Linked DNA regions of Capsicum annuum: region 2 is linked to region 1. Evidence: chromatin contacts called from public Hi-C data. All regions are on one chromosome and are shown on one strand. The core of a region is the stretch at or near the end of the contact, and the rest is flanking DNA. Distances in the headings are between cores, read along the strand shown.

Region 1 (7,387 bases), core at 1,871-4,370:
AGAATCATCTTGCCGGAATCTTCTGCGTGAGTTGGTTGAAGTGAGCTGCGGAGCTTCAGCAGTGAACCTGCCTCCTGCAGAGCAATATCACTTCTCAGGTAGATATGGACAAACACCAACACCTATTAGACAAAATATTGTAATGAAGAGAGGCGACTGGATATGCCAAAAGTATGTACAATGTCTTGTTCTGGCCTTTCTTGTTTCTAAAATTCTTGTTATTGGTTTGTAGTCTGTTACTGTTTCAGCTTTGTGCCCCATATTTTTTAGGAGACAAGCGCAACCCCCTTTATAGTGGCCCTTCATTTTCTTTAGTGAATTCCGTTAGGACATGAAACAACATTATACTCTCCTATTAATATATACATTAAAAAATATTCATGCATAAAAAGTGTATCATGAGGAGACCAGGGAAATTCCACTTCCAGTTGTCCATCATTTTCTTGACGAAGTCCGTTAGGACATGAAAAAACAGTATATTCTCCTATTAAAAGGTTTCCAATTTGCTTGAAGATGATCTTAAGACTATTATATATAGTAAACTCATTTCTCTTTCTTGTTATTTGTTCCTCTCCTTTATACTGTATCGTCTTGTTTTCCATAAGTGTGGGAATACACTGGGTTTGTTGTTGTTATCTTGTTTTCCATGAGCAAAGAAATCTGCTGATTTAGTTTACTGCATCAAGTAATCTTATGGATGTGTTGATAGTACCTAACATAGTCCTGTCTAGAATTTGGAGATACTTGTGTGTGTGGGGTGGGTTGGGTGGGTGGGGGGATGCTGCTGTTTTTCTTTGGCGTACATATTATGGTGAAATGAAGTTAGATGGGATTGTTCCCGGAGCAGAAGTGGAAGGGGTGCAAGCATTTCGGATCAACATTTTCAGTCCGTTGGGGATTAGACAGAAAAGTAGAATATTACTTTCCATTTTTGTTGTCTTTCAAGCTGTTTCTTTCATCTTCTTCTAGCTCTACCAAATAACGGAATGTGCTGACCCCAAAGAAAAATTATTTCTGTCCTCCTTACTCTTTCTCCTTCCCTTATTCTTAAGCTTGTTAATTTGTTGGTTCTTGTACTTGGATAATCTTTAACAGTCCAAAACTGCATGCATATTGAGCAGGTGCAATTTCATGAACTTTGCAAGAAATAGCAAATGCCTTGAATGCGAGGAACCTAGGCCAAGGAGACAACTGACAGGCGGGGAGTGGGAATGCCCTCAGTAAACACCAAGTCTTCTTTTTATGTATTTCAGTCATTAGCTCTTTGCATTTCATTATCATGTAGGATGTGTTTTTAAATTTTTTATTATTGCGTTGATATCACAGATGTTATTTCTTCAATTATGGGAGGAATGTTGTCTGCCTGAGATGCGACTTCAGAGGACCATCTGCGGTTTCACCTAAAACTACTCACTCCAGTGCAGAGGCTGGGTACAATGGGAACTCTGGGCATCCTAATGGAATTGATCTTAAGTTGGCTGAGAATGACGAGAAGGCACAGCGGTGGTTTTCCAAGGTTTCTCAGATCAACAGCGCCTCTGATATGGACAGTGCAGCGGCTGATGAAGACTTTCCTGAAATAATGCCGCTAAGGAAAGGAGAAAATAAATTTGTTGTGAGCACAAGGAAAGCACCCTTGGAAAGGAGGTTGGTCAACATTCAATACAAAAGAAACTTTGGAAACAGTGGGATCCCAGAAGGTAACACTTTGACTGGTGGTGCACATGGTATCCTTGACTCATCAATGAAGCAGAATATGGATCAAATATCTGGAACAAGTTCTAAGGGCAATGCTGCTGACAAAAATAGTGAGTCAGCCATTCACTATAATGGCAAAGGTTCTAACTATGTTCCTTTTGTGCCATTACCAACAGACATGTTTAAGAAAAAGAATCAAACTTCAGTAATGGATGAGGAAGTGAAGGAAGAAGTTGGTGTCTCTCACATTCCTGAGGTTAGTCACCAAACTTGTTCAGCAAGTCTTGGCAATGACCTTGGAAAGTTCATGGAGAACTTGCAGTCTAATTGTCCACTGGGTGAGGATAAAGAGAGAGAACAAGCTAGGTCAGACGGCTGGTCCAAGAAAACTGCAGAGCTGCATGATGTCGAAGACTTACAGAGTGCCATCTCTGGTGATGAATTCCCAGAGATTATGCCAATGCGTAAAGGAGAAAACAGGTTTGTAGTTAGCAAGAAGAAAGATCGTTCTTTGACTTCTCCAATGTACAAAAGGCAAGTGGCCATGGAGCAGGCAAACAAAAGTACCTTTGTCCCATTTGTTCCCTTCCCTCCAGGCTACTTTAAGAAAACAGACTCACAACAGGTAGTTATCACAGATTCTTTCTCTGTGTCTAGGGTTGAAACTTCACCTACATCCAGCAACTCAGATCACTCTAGGTCACCCTTGAATCCTTTTTCCAAAACCTATTGTGAGGAGGCAGATGTTGAGAAGACACAGTTGGATGATCCTGGAAAGTTCACAAATGGCATCACTGCACGGACACCTGATGATCAATTTACAAGTTCAAGGTTTGTAAGTTCAAATTTTTCTGGGCATCAGGAGGTTCCTTGTGATGGAAATTCAGTCAGGACCTCTCTTTCTTCAGATGCTTCCGGCAGTGATAGTAGTGTAAGTAGAAACTCCGTGAAAGTGGATGTATCCCCATCCGAGACTTTGGGAGCAGATTCACCCCAGCTGCTTGGAAACCAGATTGTTGGAAATGGATGGACAGGAAAGAGTTTGGAGGGATCTGCTCTGAAGGAACCAGATCCCTTAGACATGTCTGAAGAAGCCAAAGCTGAGAGGTGGTTCCGACGTGTTGCTCAGATAAAAGACATATCTGAATTGAATCAGATCCCAGATGAAGACTTCCCATCAATTATGCCAATGCGCAAAGGAGTTAACAGGTTTGTGATGAGTAAGCGGAAAACTCCTCTTGAGAGAAGGTTGACATCGACTCAGTACCGGAGAAATCTTCCCATTGTGAGTTCTGATCCCATGAAAAGAGAAAGAGACGATAGTGATAAATGAACCAACAGAGACACCGTGCCAAAGTTCTTGCAAGGCAAATTTTTCTTCGGTTGATTTTCTCAGCGCATTCAAGCTGATAAATCATTATGCACTTACTGTACGTGCAACTTCGCACAGTTGTGGCTTATTCACTGTAACAAATTGCATATACATATATGAATGGAAGCCAACAGGTTGGGTTCTTGGTCTGTCTCTGGTATTCATGGTCTCCAACTTTACCAGTTGTGCCGTTGTTGACTGACTCATGTCTGTATTAATCTTCAAATGCTAGTTCACTCGGGTTGTTTGAATTAACTTATTTTTTTAGTGCTTTTAGCTTTTTAAGTATTTTTTTATTTTTAAAAGTGTTTGGCAAGAATCACTTTACTTTACCTTGAAAAGTAAAAAAAAAAAGTCAAAAGATTGTTACGTACTTTAAGCTGATACTCCCTCCGTCTCATTTTATGTGTTGCTATTTGACTGGACACGAAATTTAAGAAATAAGAGAAGACTTGGTAATGTTTATCAAATTGTCCTTTATAAAAAAAATGTGTTCGTGAGACCCACCAAAGTACGAAAGCTAGGATCTTTTAGAAAACGGATTCCTATTCAAAGAGTGCATAATCACAGTTCGGGCATTATTAAATATGGGACTATAGAAATGCATTCAGTCATCAAAAAAGAGGATTTGATTGAGTATCGAGGAGTCAAGGAATTTCGGTCAAAATACTTCGGTACTTCCTGATACTGTATTTGAAGCAGTTGTTCGAATTTCATTTCACCACCAAGGCATCTTGAAAGTGAGTTGTATTCCATGAATATGATAGGCAAATTTACCCGACTTAGAGGCAATCAAGAAAGCTGCATAAGTTTTTTTTTTAATTAAGTGGGATCAATAAGGGTAAAAGTGGAATTGTATCTTTAAATAGTTACCAAATAAGAAAAAATGACATTTTTTTTTTGAGACAGACAAAAAAGAAAATAATAACACATAAAATGAAACGATGGAGTAGCTTTTAAGCAATTTAAAATAAGTTCATCCAACCACCCCTTAGGTTTTGTTTTACATATTATAGCACATAAGAATTATAGAGTTAACTAGCATCCACTGACAGTGGATACGTTTTTTTTAGACACTTGAGTAACTTATAATAGATAAGGTTTTCAATTAATCTTATATTTTAATATTTAAAAAATAAACAAAGAAAATAGTAGCGTAAGGCAAGGACTTAAAACAAAATATTTCATAGACGAGTTTGTCGTGGATTATGATTTCCCGTTCATTATTTCTTCAACAAAACAAATCACCAACATATACCATTTTTAAGCAATCACTGCTGTTACATGAGCACCTTTTACTAATTTTTTTTAATTTCAGATTTTAGAGGTTTGCAATAAACTTGATTCAATGTACAATTGATTCTCTTTTGTTAAGTATAATAATCACCAAGATATACCATTTTAAGCAATCACTACTGTTCTACATTATCACTCTTTACTATTTTTATTTTTAATTTTTAGATTTTAGAGGTGTGCAGTAAACTTGATTCAATGTACAAGTGATTTTCTGTTGTTAAGTATAATATTAATTTTAAGATAAGAACTGCGAGGATTTGTGCCAAAAAAACAAAACGCTAACACTTTGTTTGGATGGTTGTTACGTATTGCTTTATAATGTATTATATTGTGTTGTTGTTTTGTATCGTACTTTATTATTTTAAGGAATCCAACATTTGAATAGATAGTTGTATCATCTTCTGTCATTACACAATATCACACATCAACAATCTGATGAATAAACCTACAAAAAGAGCAAGGTACGAGGTACAGTTACTATAAAAAGGTAGAATAAGTTAATAAAAAGAAGAGAAGTATAAGTTATAAGTTAATAGTAAGTGTAGATGAAATGAAAAAAAAAAAAAATATAAGGTAACAATTGTTACCCGACCCAAATTAAAAAAAAAAGGATAAATTACACAAATTCCATACTTAAGAGACTATATTATCGAATATCCCCAACTTTTTTAAAATTTACATAAAATCTCATTTTTCAACTTAACTTTTGATACATATCAAGAAAACTCCACATCCTATTTTTACTCCACCATTAACTCATTCAAGATTTTCTTCCCTAAAATATCTCCCTAATTATCAACAATTAGATCATCTTTCTTCCTGATTTTTTCTCTTCCATTAATGCTTAAATCATCTTTATTCCTGATTTTTTCTCCTCCATTAATGCATACAACTTTTTTTTTTCTTCTCCTAAAATCTCTCCCATTTTTTTTTTAAATCTATCGATACATATATAAATTTATTTAGTTATTCATACATGTTTAGATTTTTTAATGGTGAATGATAAATATGATATTATTATATGGGTTTTATGGTGATTCATACGATAGATACATTTTGTATGATTTTAACGGGTGATACATATGATATTAGTAGGTGATACATATTGTATTATGATGATTCATATGGTAGAGATAATTATTGGTCGATTCATATGATATTAATGGGTGATATATATGGTATTATAGTAATTCATATGGTAAATACAATTATTTATTTCAATTATTGGGTGATTCATATATATGGTATTATGGTGATTCATATGGTAGATGCAATTATTTATTGACAATTATTTATTTCAATTATTGGGTGATTCATATGATATTAATGGGTTATATATATGGTATTATGTTGATTCATATGGTAGATACAATTATTTATTTTAATTATTGGGTGATTCATACGTTATTAATGAAAGATAATGGTGTAGTCAGTGTAGGAAACAAAAGTAATAATATTTTAAAAAAAAAGACTAAAAGTAGAATTAAAACATAATTAAAATTAAATCTAAAAAAAGAGACTAAAATTAAAGACGGAAAAAGAGTAAAAAGACCCCAAAAATATATCTTTCATAATTAAAGACGAAAAAGAGAAACATAATTAAAACATCTAAATTAAATCTAAAAAAAGAAAAAAATTAGATATCTTTCCTTAAATAAAAGAATACAATGAATAAAAGAGAATCTATTATTTCCTTAAATAAATATCTTGTTAGTTTCAAATGTATCACTTTTTTTATATGTATCACTATATAACATCTGTATCACCATTTCAAAAAATCAAGAAAAGATGTAATTAACAAAATAATCGGAATTTTATGTAATATCACTTAAAGATTCAGGGATTTATGTAAGTTATCCCTAAAAAAATCTAATTCATCTTCTATTCAGTCATTACCCGATGGCTATGACTTAGGATGCTCACCTAAATAAGATCATCAACGTCAATGACTGGGCAACTTCTATTAGCCACACAACCTACACTCTCACCCCCAAACCGACCCTACAAACCCAGCAAACATTAATCCAATATTAAACTATGCTACTCTGCTTAGGCCACAAGTCTTGAACAGTTTAAAGCACCATAAAATTTTGCATACGATCCAATTCAAACCCATTACATTTCTGCATAGAGAATCGTATATCAACTGGTCAAAATTCGAGGACGCAACCATGGATATTATTGAAAACCTTCAACACATTGTTATGGGGGAATTCTCATGCGGTTGAGCTGAGTTGGAGGAACTCAAGAGCATATTGCCAGCAAGTTCATCCATTTTATTTCAATATTAAATGATTTCTCGAGTAAGGAAAGTTAGGGGCTCTCTTAGACTAGAATTTCTCTAGATCTCCCACTTATCCTCTAACTACATACAAGTCTGTACCAAAACTTAAGAGAACTATCGACAAACATAAAAAACTTAAGAGAACTATCGACAAACATAAAACCTGATGTAAATGTAATAATATAACAAATCCTTAATATATCATAACGGGTTCATATTGCCAATATGAAAACCAACAACTTCTAGAAAGCAGAAGCAGAAGGGCTCCCAGAGATCATAGGTATAAGAGACTAAGGAAGTGTCCATTTGTGCAACTCTTATACAAAAGACATGCATTAGGCTAATGGTAGTCAATGAAGGAATTGACAAAATGTTCATTGAAATTCAATCTTTATTCTATTTAGGAAAAGTTGGATGACAAAAATGTTCAATTAGAATCATTTACTCGATATAGCTTGTGTGATCTTTAACCTGCCTTATTTAAAGACAAGAGCTTTAGCTGCTCCTTAGAGGAGGTTTGCTTTAGAGATTTCTTTTACCAAACTGCTTCACCATTTGTTTTTTTTTTTATGTTGAAACTATCATTAGGTCGCTGCACAATCACCTAGCAAGAGAAAGATAGAAGATGAAAGTTACAAAAATAAGGATGTTGAGACAGCCGTGTCGGCACACTAGGAGTGATAAGATTAGAAATAAGGATTTTAGGAATAAGGTTACAGTGGCCTCCATGGTGGACA
Region 2 (7,387 bases), core at 2,742-5,241, 310 kb after region 1:
GGTACCCTTAACGAATACCCCTAGATGGGCTAAAGAACTCAGTCCTATTTCCATTTACCAAGACAGTCACCGAACAACTACATATGCAGGACATGATTAAATTAATGATGTTAAAAGGAAATTTGAAATAGAGAAGGGTGTGGTGGATAAAGGACCACTCCAGTTTATCGAAGGCCTTTTCAAGATCTAATTTCATAATGAGATTGCCCGTCTTACCTTTCAATTTCTTAAAATGTCTAACAATTTTCTGAATTATTATAGCATTGTCAGTTGCTTGCCTATTTTTAAGGAAGCTAGTCTGACAGGGTCCTATGATTTTTTCCATCAGAGGACGGAGCCTCTTAGATATAATTTTAGTGATGATTTTATAGAAGGTGTTGCTAAGACTAATAGGTCGGTAATTATGGAGTGTCTGGGCACTGCCACACTTAGGAATGAGACAAATATGAGTCGAATTAATGCTTTCCTCTATTTTTGATTCCTTAAAATCTCGGAAACAAAAGTTATAAACAGATTTACATACTATATCCTAATATTTCTGATAAAAGAAGGGATGGAGTCCATCCGAACCCAGAGCCTTAAAAGTTTGAAAAGAAAATACCACATCTTTAATTTCATCTTCTGACGACATTTTTTCAAGATCTTCCTTATCCATTTTTAATAGGCATACTTTCCCTTTAGGAATCATCAGTTTAAGAGACTTATGGAGATTTGATTTAGAGATTTTACTAAAATAACCATAAGTTTGTCTAATAATTCCTGCTTGGTGATGAATATAGGAATTATCCTCCAACCTTAGAGAGGCTATTCTATTTTTCTCCTTCATATTAGGGTAGACGTATGGAAAAATGTGGTGTTTGCATCACCCTCATTCAGCTAATTTACCCTTGATTTAAGCTTCCAGTAATCTTCTTCCATTTTAAGGATTAAGTGAACTCACCTATAAGGTCCTTTTCTAAATTCCTAAGGAATGAGCTATGGTAGTAATTATCAGATTTTTGAATACCTTGAATTCTACGGAGGAGCTTATCTCTACATTTAAAAATATTGCCTATACTTTTGCATGCCCATGCAGAAGCTTCACGTGCAAAGGAGTTAACAACACTTTCAAGCGTAGGGTTAGTTCCCCACACATGTGCAATGATATCAGTGAACTCTGGGTATATAGCCCACATTTTCCCTATTCTAGATATTCTTTTTTGTAGGGTGGGGTCATCATCGTACATAGTGAGAAGCAAGAGACAATAGTCTGAGTGAATATTAGGTAAATGGAGCACATGGGCATTCGGGTAGGCTACTAACCAATCATTTAAAGCAAGGATTCTATCTAGTCTTTCGAGGATTAGGGAATTACGATTTTTAAATCTCTTATTCATCCATGTGTACTTACTCTCTTTAAAACTTATGTCGATAAATTCACAATAATTAATGATGTCTAAAAAATCAGAAGAACAAGAGCGATCTACTAACTGACCTTTTTTTTCTGAGTTGGATATTACCTCGTTGAAGTCCCCTCCTATCAACCACTTGCCTTTAAAGTTGTCCTTTATGTTTTTAAGGTTTGGCCACAACACCCTGCATTTGCATCTGTATGTACTAAAATAAATGCAACTAAATAGCCAATAATTATGTTTATGTCTTACCTTGACAATAGCATGAATTTCCTGGTCTGTGGTGGCAATTTCATCCAGTTTCAGAAGAGAGTCATCCCACATTACAACCAACCCATCGGCATTTTCAATAGCGGACACTTCAATGATTCTATTGAAAGAGAAATAATTGAGAAGGAGCAGGTGATCCTGCATCTTTGTTTCCAATAAGGCTACAAGTTGTGGCTTGTGCCAGTCCACGAAGGATAAAAAATTCCTCCTAAAATCTTGCCCATTGGCTCCTCTACATTTCCATATTTTTAAATTCGTTGATATATTTCTCTGGGTAAGTTGATCAATGAAACTTCCCTTGAGGAGTTCCTCAAGGGGGAAGACTGGTGCATCGTTGTCGGGTTCATGACTAACACATAGTTCCCTACTTGGGGATTGAACAGGCGAAGAATGTCTATGGAGGTCTTTATTAAGTTTTGGGGAAAGATAAGAATGAATTTCTTGGCGTATTTGTCGTTGAATACCGATACTTTTATATCTTTCAACATTGTTATTTTGGTTCTTGTTTCTCATATAATCTTTAACGCTTCCTCTATTTCCTATGTTGAAGTGTTCGCAGGTCTCGGATGAGTTAAGTTGTTGTTTGGAGGTACTAGAGAAGACAATGTTACATTGTTTGGAACTTGGACTTGTGTATTCTCCAACGGATCAAGCGGGCTCAGCTGAGTTGACATCAGACCCTCTCTCATTGACCCCTGCATTTTCCAGTGGTGGTAAAACAAATTATGTCCATGAAGTTGTGATAATTTAGAGAATATGGTGGAGAGGTTGGGCTCATCGGAGGAGGTTAGGGCTTTTGTACCGGTACTATTGGAGTTTCCTAGGTTGGAATACGGAAGTAGGGGATGAATGGAATCTAGAGGTTCATCGGCGCCTGTAGTACTGTCGACATCTATAAATGGCTATTGTACAGCTCCATCGCACGCATCATCCCCTCCGAAATAAGATGTGCTAGAAGCTTCGGAGCGTAAATACAGAACATGACTTCCCTGCTCTCCATAAATGCAGTCATTACTAGAGCTTGTCCCTGCAGGCCATCTTTACCCAGGAAAATGGATTCAAATTTATTAGAGCTATGGGAGTGGAGTAGATTGGAGTGGAACCCTCCGGGAGACTCGACACTGGATAAAGGTGGACTAGTGGTAAGTAGATCTGAGTAATATTTGGGTTGAGAGGATTCATGGACGATGAGGTTGTTTGGTTTGTTCTGGGGGATCTGCGATGGAAGAATTGTCGTGGACGCCTCAACATTAATTATAAAGAGACCTTTTTTATGTTTGGATGAGTTATGTAATACTGGGATAGTATTTATTGTAGATTCTAATGTTTCCTGGATATTGGAAAAAATGTGGATAGGATATTTTGTGGGATCCTCCCCCAAATCTAGTAAGTTTATACTTGGGATTTGTTTACTGTTTGTTGTATCTTTAATATGTGGTGCTCCACTAAAAGTGTTATTTTGGCTTATTAATTATGTGGATACAGAGTTGTGCACGTGTAGGTCTAGATGATATGGAAAAGATTTATTGGAGAGTGGGGCGGAAGTAAAGGGATTTGATGGTTCTTCGTCCCCTAAAACTAAAGTAGGGGCCAGCGTAGGTATTAGTCTATGGGAGGGAGCATTTACTGTTTTGAGCCCTAGGGGTAGTTTTGGATTTTCCTATATTCTTTATTTCTCGAGGTTGCATTGGGAACATGGAGAGCAGCCTCATTGTGCTAGAGATCGAAGGAATTAGACATTCTGATTGCTTCGTTAGTTGGAATGGCGGATTTTCCAATTTCAATGTGGGTTTGCTTTGTATTTGGTATTTTGGGTAGTATTAGATCTTTGTTTTTAGAAATATATTTATAAACTCGATGATCTAGGTACTTACCCATATTTGCATTGTAAATTTTGACATTAATGCCTTCATTTAGTGCTTGATTAGCCGTTGTACGGCCCTTGGTGGGGGTATGGTATTACCTTTCTATGCTATTTGCGAATTCTTTTTCTGCTTTATTTTTTGGCGGTTGTGGAAAGTAACCACATGTCATTCATGTTCTCTCACGGGCTTTTTGCATTCTTTTGATATCAGTGGCGTCTCTCTTGCCTCGAGTTGCATTTAGGCCGTTGGGGATTGGGATGTGCAATTTGCCAGTGGTATCTTATCATTTTGCAGTTTGTGTAGAGTATATCCGCCCCTTATAGACAATCTTTTGCTTGAGTTGCCCTATGAAAATATGTGTTTTAATCAAATCCCTAAGAGCACTTTGACACATGTACGGGCGTATCGACCTCTGAGGGTAGAGGACGCACAAATTTCTGTTTTAACCAGGTTGCCTAATTTACTGGCTGTTTTTGACAGAATGATGTGGCCGGAGCATTCCGTTGGTAATTCGGGGAGGCGAATCCAAATTTCTGAGTAGCTTTCACTGGGTGAGGACGCAACAAAATTTGGGCGTCATTTTCTTACTGATAGGAAGGCTCCGTTAATGAACCACGGTCCTTTTTGTATTGCAATGACCATATTCTCTTCTTTCATGAATTTAACAATGAAGTAGTCATTATCTAGGTCAATGAGTATTAACTCTTCACTAGGCTTCCACAGTTGCTTAAGTCTGTGTTTAAGATACTCATAACTTATTTTGATTTTGGTCAATTTAATTATGATCGAATAAGACCATTGTCTATGTATTCTAGCTGTGTCCTCCTTCGTCAATAGTATACTATCCGGGTTTTGGTTATCAATTTATCCTATGTCATTATCCATATTGTGAGTTATTTGTGGTAGCTCCAGTACACTAGACTGGCTGAAGGAACTGTCTGGGATAGTGCAGTAAGGTAGTTCATTTGTTGTGATGGGGAAGAATTTGTTTGCTCATGCTTGGATCTGTCCAACATTTTGTGATCTGGTGGATCTGGCTGAATGGAAGCCATGTTAGGTTAGAAAAAAGGCGTATAGAGTTTGAGGGTAATTCCTGAGAGAAGTTAAACCTTCTCTCTCTACTACTATTTGCAAGAATAATTTTTTTTTTTAATTGGATAAAACTCCAATATTATTTTTATTAATAAATCATTGGGTACTAGCCAAAAAAATAATAATTACTTATTATATTTAAATTTCTTTGAAAGATTAATTTATTTCTTATTATTTAGTGAGGGAGAATCCCTCGCTATAGTAAATTCAATATTAGTTTTTTATCATCACCATAATTTAGCAAAGGATATCCCTCTTTACCTTCTAAAAAAGTTAAAAGTTAAAATATTTAACTTGCACGCGGGATAACATCGCAAAATCCCTTACAATAATGACATATATTTTGTCTCTCACTAACATTGGCAGCTAATAGCCAAGTTTTTAGTAGTAATTGTAATATATTACTAAGAAAATTTCATAACTAAATACATTCTGACTATAAATGCTGAAGTCTAATGACCATGAATTAAATTGGGCAGACTTAGGGGTGTCAAACGGGCCGGGCCGGGCCAACTCGGAACCGGCCCTTCCATTTTAACCAGGTTGAGGGCCGGGTTTGACATTATCCAGGCCGGGTTGGGTCGGGCCAAACAGTAAAAAAATTAAAACCACCCTAATCCAGCCCACTTAACCCAACCCGATCAAACCCGGTTAAAAACCGGTCAAACCCGTTTAAAAAATAAATAAAAAATTCAATATACACTATATACACTCCAATATACAATATATATTTTTAAAAAAATATATAAACAATTACACATATATACGTATCATTCAATATATAATTATATATGACTATACGTACTACTTTAAATAAAACATATACTATAATAGTATAATATATATATATACATTACAATATATATATATATAGATAGATAGATAGATATAGATATAGATATAGATATATATATACTAATTTATAAAACATATACACATGTATACGTTAAATATATACTACTTTAGAAGATATATACACATATATATGCACCATTCAATATATATGTACTACTTTAAATAAAATATATACTACAATATACATATATATATATACAACAATATGTATATATATATAGTTACATACTAATTTATAAAACATATACACTTGTATACTTTAAAGATATACGTCTATAGAAGATATATACGCATATATACGCAACATTCAAGATATATGTACTACTTTAAAAAAAGTACATACTGCAATATATATACTAATTTATAAAACATAAAGTAATGTATACGTTAAATATACACGTCTATGGAAGATCTATTCACATATATACACTCTATTCTATGTATATGTAATACTTTAAATGAGATATACTACAATATATATACATTACAATATATATTTGTATAGTTATATACTAATTTATGAAACATATACACATGTATACGTTAAATATACACGTCTATAGAAAATCTATTCACATATATACACTCTATTCTATGTATATGTAATACTTTAAATCAAATATACTATAATATATATACATTACAATATATATTTGTATAGTTATATACTAATTTATAAAATATATACACATGTATACATTAAATATACACGTCTATAGAAGATCCATTCACATATATACACTCTATTCTATGTATATGTAATACTTTAAATGAAATATACTATAATATATATACATTACAATATATATTTGTATAGTTATATACTAATTTACGAAACATATACACATGTATACGTTAAATATACACGTCTATAGAAGATTTATTCACATATATACACTCTATTCTATGTATACGCACCATTCAATGTATATATACTACTACTTATAAAATATACTACATTATATATACATTACAATATATATATACATATACTTATATACTAATTTATAAAACATATACACATGTATACGTTAAATATACACTTCTATAGAAGATATATACACGTGTATACGCACCATTCAATGTATATATACTATTACTTATAAAATATACTACAGTATATATACATTACAATATATATAGATATACTTATATACTAATTTATAAAACATATACACATGTATACGTTAAATATATACTTCTATAGAAGATATATGCACAAATATACAAAACATATGCTACTTAATATAATAAATTAATAATATTTGGTAGTAAATTAATAATATATTAGAAGTAAGTTTTTAATTTAAAGTAGAAAACTAGAAATTCAATTTAAAATTTTAAATCGTTAAATGAAAAAAAATAAAAAAACAAGGACTAAGGAGTGAATGAATTTGGGGAATTTTATTGATTGCAAAATAATCCAAAATTTATAATTTACATGAATGAAAAATCTATAAATTATGCAGCATTTTTTCCAACCCATTCATGTTAATATTAATGGGAACTTGCATAGGATAGTCGAAGTCAACGGGGGCAAAACCATGCATTGGACTTGATTCTGCTGAGTTCTCCCGTGAAGTCATAATTTCTTCAAGTTTCAGCTCGTCGCTCGGCTCCGGTTCCATTCCTTGGTTTTTTCTTTCCGCTCTAATCCAATCTCTGAGGCAAACTAGAATATTCATTGCATTGCTTCCCAATGAGTGTCGGTTGTCTCCAAGCTGCTGTCGTCCCTGACCAAAGACGCTCTCTGATGCAACGGTTGACATTGGAACATTCAAGATATCTCTAGCTAATCTTGAAAGCACAGGATATTGTGTTTCATTACTCCTCCACCAATCTAACGTGTTGATCCGTCGTCTGCGATCCTCTGGTGCCGTCCGAAGATAATATTTCAGCTCTTCCCGATAAGTT

Evidence for each region. Hi-C and Micro-C count contacts between places; a contact is called where the count stands out from the background.
Region 2: a Hi-C map of leaf shows a contact between it and region 1, with 2.9 times the contacts expected there. The contact joins two enhancer-like sites. A contact is called at or near these places in 2 of 5 Hi-C or Micro-C datasets (leaf and pericarp).

The regions. Positions count from the first base shown.
Region 1 is chr7:61,206,406-61,213,792 of UCD10Xv1.1, forward strand. LOC107877924 (zinc finger protein VAR3, chloroplastic) reads left to right here. Exons shown (of 5, transcript XM_047393556.1): 3 at 1-171; 4 at 1,122-1,220; 5 at 1,327-3,374. The coding sequence ends at 3,031. Among protein-coding and RNA genes, the nearest start is that of LOC107877924, 29 kb to the left of the region's middle. Within about 2 kb of position 3,121, at least 4 of the 5 cell types and tissues checked have an H3K27ac peak or open chromatin away from gene starts, as enhancers often do. A contact at or near this core is called in leaf, where this site is marked.
Region 2 is chr7:61,518,875-61,526,261 of UCD10Xv1.1, forward strand. No RefSeq gene overlaps it. Among protein-coding and RNA genes, the nearest start is that of LOC107877887, 95 kb to the left of the region's middle. Within about 2 kb of position 3,992, at least 1 of the 5 cell types and tissues checked has an H3K27ac peak or open chromatin away from gene starts, as enhancers often do. A contact at or near this core is called in leaf, where this site is marked.